Regions from separate parts of the Capra hircus genome. Here region 1 is linked to region 2. Evidence: chromatin contacts called from public Hi-C data. All regions are on one chromosome and are shown on one strand. The core of a region is the stretch at or near the end of the contact, and the rest is flanking DNA. Distances in the headings are between cores, read along the strand shown.

Region 1 (4,559 bases), core at 1,764-4,263, 92 kb after region 2:
ATCAATGTCCTTGAACAAACAGAAAAATCTCTCTCTGAAGTTTGAAAAAAAATCATTTTTATATATTACAAATATTGAATCACTTTAGCAGAAGGCACTTCCAAGAAACACCACGATGGGCAAGCATTTATGCACCCAACTTAAAATCTGAAACTTTCTCCTTGAGAAAAGACAACACTTAAAAAATTAACCATAATGGCAGAGAAATTCCATGCTAAATGTTGATTACTTTTTAATCCTATCTTGTATGCCGAGAACAACATGCAGGCAGGAAGAAAAAGCAAGAGACTGGGATCAGACTCTTGTCAAGATCTTGCAACCAGCTGCCTGGCAGAACTGCTTCTTTTTAGAAGCTGATCGGTGCTTCCAGGTGCATTGTTTGGGCTCAGCTCTAGATGAAGATAAACATTCAGGCTTCCAGGGACTGGAATCACAAGAGTGACTAGCAAAGTTCACAGGAACCGAAAGACCCTGGTGCCAATTAAAAACCATACATCCCATCACAGCAAGGAGGGAAGCTATTGAATAATTGAATAATCTCAAGCCATTCCAAAGGAGAATAAACAGATGATGGCCTGATCCCGTGGAGACCGGAGGAAGCTGTGTGCATCAGAGTGCTCTATATTCTCCTCATACTTTGATTAATTATCCAGCTGTGCGACTGTCATTATCAAGGATCTCTCTGAATCATGTGGCTCCGACAGTAACCAAATCTGGCTGTCCCTTTCTTTTTTTTTTTTTTTTTCACTTGGGTAAGCGCCTTGCTGTTTGGAAGAGAGTTACCTAGTATGTCACTTGAAACAAGCAAATGCTCCATTCACTGTAGACAACAATGGGCCGGTCATTAGACTGTCTTTCACAGCACTGCTGATAGGTTTGTATAGAGGCACCCCCGGTGGAGAAGAGAAATATGCCCTCCTATAAACTGATCTTCCACTGGAAAGCGCTGAGAATACCGAGCTTGAGATGAGAATGAGTGTCATTTTCAAATCTTATTTGCTTGCTTCCTTGTTTATTCATACCAGAAAACTTGCCCCTCTCCTAAGCCCTTCATTCCAAGAGAACTGAGTAAGAGGCTATTTCTCTAGAAACTATTTTAATTTTCAAAGGATCCAGGCAGGGCTTAAGTCAAAGAAAAGTATTCAAAATTGTAGAATTCCTACAACTTTCAGCCAACCATTCAAGGAAAGAAAGACATGGGAAAAGAAAGTGGAGGCTCTTAAAGTTACATCAACAGTTGCCTATTCCACCTTCTCTTGGTAGCTATGACCAAGGTGATCGTGGAATCTTGAGTGAGTCAGTTCACCTTTCTGTGTCCAAGTCTATCCCCTGGTTAAATCTGGATAACAACGCATGTCTTCTAAGGAGGCAGCACAATAGTGGAGAAGAGAGAATATTCATTCACCAATATTCTGTCTTGCCTATTTTTCCCCAGCCCTCCAGTGGTTAAGCAGGACCAGGTGACTAGTTCTGACCAATGAGATGAGGGCAGAATGATGTGACTTGCAACCAGGCAAATGTAATAAAACCCTCGTGTAAACTCTCTTCTGCTTACATTTTAGAGGATGCAGCTACACACAGGGTGGGGAGTGGGGGGCCTTCCAGCCTGGGTCTCTGAGTCAACGTGTGGAACCGAGACCCCTCTGCCGGTTTATCTTGTAAAGATATCATGACCAAGAACTTCATCCTTCCAAGCCAGTCTCAAAGCAACTTTTTCCACGGAACTTCTCCAGATAGGAATTTCCATAGCACTTTGAATCTCTGGGTTTTTTTAAATATTTACCTCATTGTGCCTAATATTACCGAAAGTCTGTAAAGCATAATTCAGGCTCTGTGGACAAATGTCCCCGGATTTAAATCTCAGCTCCAGTATACATAGCTGTTTAGCCTTAGGTAAATTATTAATGAAATTCTCCTAAATCTCCCTAAACCTCGGTTTTCCTATTGGTAAAACGGAGTTAACAAGAGGTGTCGTGAGATGTAAATGAGATACAAGTAAAGAGCTTGGCACAAGGTCTGAGGTGTAGGAAGACATGCCTGAACCATTCAGCTTACAATTCCTGGGAGCTACTCCTACAACCTTACGAGATTTGAAGGGCCTTACATAGGAAGATAATATGCTCATCCACTTTCTGTCTTCTGCAGTACCTGGAATGGGATCTCACTCACAACAAGGTACTCCCCTGAAAGGTTTGAGGAATGAATGAACTTTCAAAAAAAACAAATCATTAAAATGATAAAATGATAGAGATTCTCTAAGAAACAAAAGGGAAGAATGATGAGTGGGAAAGTAAAAAAAACAGACCATGGACAAATTTTAAGTAAACCATGTTGATTTGGGAAATGGAGAAAGATGGAACCTATGTTAACAGGTGATTGTTTTCAGAGATGACCTCAGGTACAGAAATCCAAGGTCATCATACATCTCCATGCACAGCACATCATCTTTACTCTTCTGCTCCATGATGTTTCAATGAAACATTAAAATCCTTTGAGGGCATATAAGCTATTAGACATATGAGTGCTTTGACTTCAGAAGAAATCACGCAGTATGACCAAGATAGATTTGATATTGCTGAATAAAGTAAAAATTAATAAAAATAAATAAATAAAATTAAACAGTGACTTATAAATAAAGGGCACAAAACAGTAGCCTTGGGGAACTGACCAGGTGTTGTTATGTTTATAAATGTCTTTATTTTTATTGGAGTATAGTTGCGTTAAATGTTGTGCTAGCTTCCGCTGTACAGCAAAGTTAATCAGCTATTATAAATGTCCTTTAAGTGCGTAGATATGTTTCTCTTACTGGAACAGTTTTCCGCGTTCCTGAAACTTCTTTCACAAACTGGTCTTCACAAAAGATAGGACTTCGTTCTTCTACATTTTTAAGCAACAGCGACATCATGTGGCCACGCTGGGAGCTAACTCGCCTTCTCTCCCAACTCTGAATTTCCCCCAGGGAGATATCAATCCAGTTCTGCCTTCCCTCAGAATAAACTCATTCAAAAATCATTCCGCGAATGGCGCACAGATTCCCAGGCTTAGGACAGGCACAAGTGGTCCGTGTCTCTAACGCAATCTTATCTAAGGGATCACCCCGTGACCAACTAACTCTTCACCAGGCACAGCCTATTCAGAGCTGAAACCAGCCCCGAGGCAACCAAACGGAGTTCATTTGACAAATCACTGAAACATGACTGGGGATGAATACATTCTACAGCGTAAGAATGACTCATTCATTCATCATTCCACCTCAGGAATTCTGACACCTGATGTGGGCGTGGTCTTCCCCCACAACTGTCGTAAGCCTCCCCACCAGCACCAGGTTGAGACTCTCTGTTTTGTGCTCCGGTGGCCCCTGGGAAACCTTCTGTAAAATTTATCATAGATGGGTAATGACTAATGCAAGCTTCCTCCTCCACGAAGCTGAGTGCTCCTGAGGGCACATGAAGGAGCATTTGCTCACTCCCGCGTCTGCAGCCTCCACCTGTCATTCGGAGATGCTCATCCATTGACTCAGCAGGTATTTATTGAGCACCTACCGTGTACCAGGTACTGTTGTGGGTGCTGTAGGTTTTACAGTGAGCAAAGCAACATGAAGCCTACGTTCTAGTTGGAGCTTCCATTCTAGCTAGAGCAGTCACGCAATTAAGCCGTGACGTGCTGGGTGCTCAGAAAACAAAGCTTTGTGTTGGGTGCTCAGAGAAGACCTGACTCATATGGAGACAGCTGAGCAGAGAGCTGAAGAAAGTGAGGTGTGTGGTTAGGGGAGGAAGATTGCTAGAAAATTGAACTTGGGAGGGAAGGAAGCAGGGATCCAGGCAGGAGGAAAGGAAGGGAGGAAGGATGAACTTATGAGCCCTTGGACAAGGAATGAGAAGACCTGCATTCTTATCCTGACTTTCATATGCAGCTGACCTAACTCAGGCTTTTCTTCCCCTCTCCAGACCTCACTTTCTTTACTCTAAAGTGAAGAATTCAGATTTGATCATCGCTAAAGTCTCAGTTTTAAGACTCTCCATCAAGAAAAGCCAGAGATTGTAACCTTTAGTAGTATTTTGTGTGTGCACGCACCTGTGTGTGTGATTAATTTCCCAAAGCAATTCCAGGCATTTGTGTTTAGTTTAAGAGTGATTACACACACACACACATCAAAAAAAAAAAAAAGCTCACTATTTGCTTACTAGTTAAAAGAAATTGAGCTGAAGTCTATGGGTTTAAAGATTGGTTGGTCTCACAGTAAGATGTACACTTTTGGAGATTCATCATTATGTGCCCAAACACAATAATTGCTGAAGAACCATGCATTGCAATTTGGCCCTAATAACCACTCAGGCAGATAAAGTGAGCAGTTAGCTACAAGATATCAGCACCTGGTAAGGACATGACATTTTCCTGAGAAATGAACTGCCATTTTGGCAGTCTTCTAGTTTGATGACCTCAGTCTTATTAGTATCTGAAGCTCCCTGGTAATACCATGACGGATACATTCAGCATCATGCATACATACCATACAATAAACCCAATAGCTAAGAACGTATAAAAGCAGGGTAAAATGG
Region 2 (5,022 bases), core at 385-2,884:
GGTTTTCTTTTACAGGCAGGACGTGGGCAATCCATCTGTCACTTCGTGAAAGTAGAAACTCAGGCGAAGCTTGTAAAACAGGGTAGCTGCCCAAAGGCAGGAAGAAACCTGTGAGAACATTGGAAGGCAAAAAAATGCCATTCAGGTGGACTGAGAGTCAGCCACCAAATTGGAAGACTCTAGGACAGACAGAGAAGGGAGAATGAGGAGGAGGGGGAACAGAGAGGAAACTTGAGAAACAGGCAGGAAAGAGTCTCTCTGCAGGAGAGATGGAGAAATTATCACTTTTTTCCCCCACAATTGGCTGATCAGCCAGGACAGAGATTCGAATAGCTTCGAGCCATCCCTTTCATGCTCTCAGTTAAGTCACCTAAGGACTAAAAATGCAAGATTCTACCCTGTGGGAAGAAACTTGGCCTTGCCCTCTTTTCTGCCACTAGACAAAAAGTATATGAAACAGTTATTGACATAGGAATTAAGTTATCATGATTTTGGAGAACTTTAAAATGGCCTAGGAGAATACTTGATACTGAAAGTCTTGCTTTGCACTAATCCTCTCCATTTTCTTCCTTTATTGGCATTTTCTTGGCTTCTTCACCCCTGCTCCTTCCCTCTGTTTCTCCTTTTCCCACCCTAAGTATTGTAGATGGCCTCTGGGCAGTGCTCACGTCTCACTCCACTGTGCAAACTGCCCACGCCAAGCTGCTGCAAGACGGGCTCATGACAGGCACACACATACCACACACCCACATACCCACACCATACCATCTATGCACACCACACACTTATACATACCACACCAGACACACACCATATGCTCTACATATATACATACCACACCATAAATACACACCACCATATATACACACCACACATCACACACACACCACACCACATGTACATACCACACCACACACACAGACCTCACACATACACACACACCACACAAACATATACACACACTACCATGGCCTGATGCTGAAGCTGAAGCTCCAATACTTTGGCCACCCGATGCGAAGAACTGACTCACTGGAAAAGACCCTGATGCTAGGAAAGATTGAAGGCGGGAGGAGAAGGGGATGACAGAGGATGAGATGGTTGGATGGCATCATCGACTCAATGGACATGAGTTTGAGCAAGCTCCGGGACTTGGTGATGGACAGGGAAGCCTGGTGTGCTGCGGTCCATGGGGTCGCAACGATTTGGACATGACTTGGTGACTGAACTGACCGTGTATATATACCACACATACACATACCACACATGGACACAAAGCACACACCATATCACATACACAAAAAACAGATACATCACATACACATATACACCCACAGCACACACATATCCCACATACCACACACACAAACCATATCACATATACAGAAAAAAATACACCACGCATGCACACTACCACATATACACACAAAAACGTGTACCTCGTACATACCATATACACGTGCACCACACCACATATGCACACAAAAACACATATCTCACACATCCCTTATACACGCATACCACGGCACACACACATACACGCATATCATGCGCGTACACACATATCCCACCCAGCTGCCACACACACCTCTCCGTCTCTCTTGCCCTCAACCCAAACCTGCAGCCCTGCACAGCGGCAGGGCCTCCGGCTGATTCTCGGTGAGGGGGGCCAGGGAGCCTCCTACCAACATGCCTCCAGCCCAGGCACAGGCTTGACAACCACCCAGCAGCTCCCCACTTGGGTTCGAACTGTGTCCCAGGCTCTGTCCACAGGTGATCACCCTGCCTTATCCCACATACTCATCTCTGCCCCTCAAGAAGTGGGTGCTTATCTCTAACTCCTTCTTGCAGTTGAGAGAAGTGCAAGTCCAGGAAGTAAGGAGCCTGCCAGGGTCACAGAGCTGGTGAGCAGAAGCCAGCCTGCATCCTCCAGAACACAAACCCTTTCCTTCCTGGCGCCCTTTGCCTGGTTCCCTGAGCAGGTACCATGGGGACCCTGAGCAAAGAGCTGAGTTGAGGGTGTCTTGGAGTAGCAGCCGACCTCCATAGAAAACATGAGGCGCTGGGCATCCCTGCAGTGAACAAGTTTGTTCAGCTCACACCAGGGCCTGGTCAGAGCCCTGAAGATTCACACTAGCCGCCTCCATTGCACCCAAAGCCAGGTGTTCCCCGGGGTGGGGTCCCCCTCCCTTCAACACTGCAGGAGGCTTCACGGGGCAGGCTTGGAAACAAAGTACCCCAGATCCCTGTGAGCACAGGCTGGCCTGGTTCCCAAGACCTAATTATCTAGGGAGGTTAGAGTAACAAGATCACGGTTGTTTTCTTCCCAGCCCTCTTCTCTCCAAGTAAGGTCAAAATAAAGTTATTTCATCCAAAACTTTCTTAAAAAAAAAAAGCTAAATGTCAAGCAATTTAGGCACTTTAAAGTTACAGATTATTCTGCATTAATCCCCCGGGATGTCTTAGAAAGAGGCAAAGTGCTTGTCCTCCTTGTCGCTATTTTCTCACACTGTTCTCATGGTTATTATTATGGCCCGCTAGCACTCAAATGGTAACATTTAAATTGATCAAGCATAAAGTCAGACATGAGCTCTGTCCCGAGAATCTCCCCCACCTGAATCAGAGCCAGCAACTGAGATGGGGGCACCGGAAATTGTGCCCTCCCCTCGTCTATGCATCATCTCAAGAGGGAGCCACTGGGGCTCACCTTTCAACACAGACAAAATGGTCTTCTTTATCTATAAAGGAGCCACTCAGAGCAAGCAGACCGGCCACAGGATGTCACTGTTACTCCACACACACAACGGCAAGCCAGCCTGCCTGTCTGGGGTTGGATCCAGACGGAACCCGGGCTCCCCTTGCCTCCTCTCTCACAGAACCGTCATCCCTTCAGGCTTGCTCCACAAGCATGTTCCCTATAAAAGCCACGAGCCTCTCCCACTGTCTCCGAATCCATATTGTTCTGTGTCAAAGGACAAAAGGCAGAGAAAGGGATGTGAGGAGAAGAAAAGGACCACCGTGGTCCCTTCACATCACAGGTTCTCCGCGAGTTGTGCTTTGAACATTTATGACCTTGGATAAAAGCAGTGACCTTTCCATATATTTTACAACGTTTTATAAGGATAAGGACATCTCGGTTATTTTCATTTTCTCAGATTTCTGGAAAGGATGTGGACTATTTAAGCAATTTTTACACTATCTGGGCTTCCCCAGTGGCTCAGATGATAAAGAATCTGCCTGCAATGCAGGAGACCTGGCTTCGATCCCTGGGTCAGGAAGATCCCCTGGAAGAGAGAATGGGTACCCACTCCAGCATTCTTGCCTGGAGAATCGCATAGACAGAGGAGCCTGGCAGGCTACAGTCCATGCGGTCACAAAGAGTCAGACACGACTGAGCGACTACCACTTTACTCTTCACAGAGATGCTGCTTTGTATCCTACTCAAATAAGGCCAGTGCTCATTAAACACCTTCCTTTTACCCCAGCAAACCTGCCTCTGCCTACCACCAGCTCCTCCAACGTCTCATAGACTCACGGGCAAGCCGAGGGCCAAGAATGTGTATTCTGGAGCTGGCAAGCTAATGCCATCTCACTGCCTGTGAAACAACGCTCTTATCAGGGAGCACGCCAGGAGTCACCGCTGGAGCAGGAGAGTCACCTTCTATTCACGGCTGCCAGCTGTCCTTCCTTCTCTGTTATATACCCTCCGAGGGATACTTCGCTCTTCCTCCAAGTCCATCCCCTCCGCCATTTTCCACCGTTAGCCTCCATATTCATTTCACACAGCAGTTGGCATGAAAGAGTTGAAAATAAAACCTCAGACCCACACAGCCAGTAGGAGGGCATACTTGGCATAGTCAAGGGAATAGTTAATACATGCATGTATGCTAAGTCGTTTCAATCACGTCCAACTCTTCGTGACCCCATGGACTGCAGCCCGCCAGGCTCCTCTGTCCGTGGGATTTCCCAGGCAAGAACACTGGAGTGGGTTGCCACTTCCTTCTCCAGGGGAGCTTCCCACCCAGGGATCGAACCCGTGTCTCTTGTACCTCCTGCACTGGCAGGTGGGTTCTTTACTGCTAGCACCGCCTGAGAAGCGTGAGATGGTTAGTGATGCAACATAAAAGGTAAACACAGAATAAAAGTGTTTTGAGTCATAAAGAGAAAAAGACTTTTGCCTTAAAAAAGTGACTGCTTCATAACTTAGCCTGGAGGCAGTTTTCATATCGTTAAAGTCAGGGTTGTCAAAATCCCTCTGCCATGGGTCACCCCCACTCTAGCCATATCATAGCAGCAGAAAAATTAAAACAAGTAAAGCCGGCTGCTTCTTGTGAGCCAGCATCTAAGAAAGGAAGTGTGATGCTGTTCCAGGATTTGCAAGAATCGGTGCAGTAGCTAGAAGGGAGAGCTACAGAAACACAGTTTGATGGAGGCTTTGTTAATTTCCACACTGCATTAAGTAGATCAATCTCAGTACAGAGGAGCCATTACTCTGCCTTCAACTGGCCTGGACAGTGCCGGTGTGGATGGACGTGAGATACAGAAGAAGATCAGCAGGCTAACGGGAAGCAAGCAGTGCACGAGGGGAACAAAGCCTGGGAGGGAGGCTGTAACTAACCAGGCCTGAGAGTGCTGACCAGTCCCCATTGGTGATGGTTTAGAGGCAATGCCAGAATAAAATTGGCCTAATCATAGCAGTGGGTTGCTCAGTCATACAGCAACAATTTTCTGAGCACCTATTTTGGTCAAGTGCCAAGACGATGTTGAACAAGGTAGTATATTTTCTGCTCTCAATGAGGGAATCAGGGAGGCAGATAATCACACAGCCAGAAAGACACTGTGTTAGGGTCTGATTGCAATAAAGAACTGGGCCAATCTTTATCCCTAGTTCCCCGGGAGACAACCTGTAAACCCTTGGGATTCCCCAGTGATAGGAACGTCTTTGTTATTTCTGCTGAGTCTCTCCAACCACACCTGAAAGCTTATGCTGACAGATGGCTAAGGATAGGGGCTGCCCAGGCACAG

What was found. A called contact is a pair of places that touch in the nucleus more often than the background predicts.
Region 1: a Hi-C map of blood shows a contact between it and region 2, with 2.7 times the contacts expected there. The contact joins two enhancer-like sites. A contact is called at or near these places in 3 of 5 Hi-C or Micro-C datasets (blood and liver).

Annotation. Positions count from the first base shown.
Region 1 is chr24:32,424,423-32,428,981 of ARS1.2, forward strand. No RefSeq gene overlaps it. Among named protein-coding and RNA genes, the nearest start is that of HRH4, 130 kb to the right of the region's middle. Within about 2 kb of position 3,014, at least 2 of the 5 cell types and tissues checked have an H3K27ac peak or open chromatin away from gene starts, as enhancers often do.
Region 2 is chr24:32,333,462-32,338,483 of ARS1.2, forward strand. No RefSeq gene overlaps it. Among named protein-coding and RNA genes, the nearest start is that of HRH4, 220 kb to the right of the region's middle. Within about 2 kb of position 1,635, at least 1 of the 5 cell types and tissues checked has an H3K27ac peak or open chromatin away from gene starts, as enhancers often do.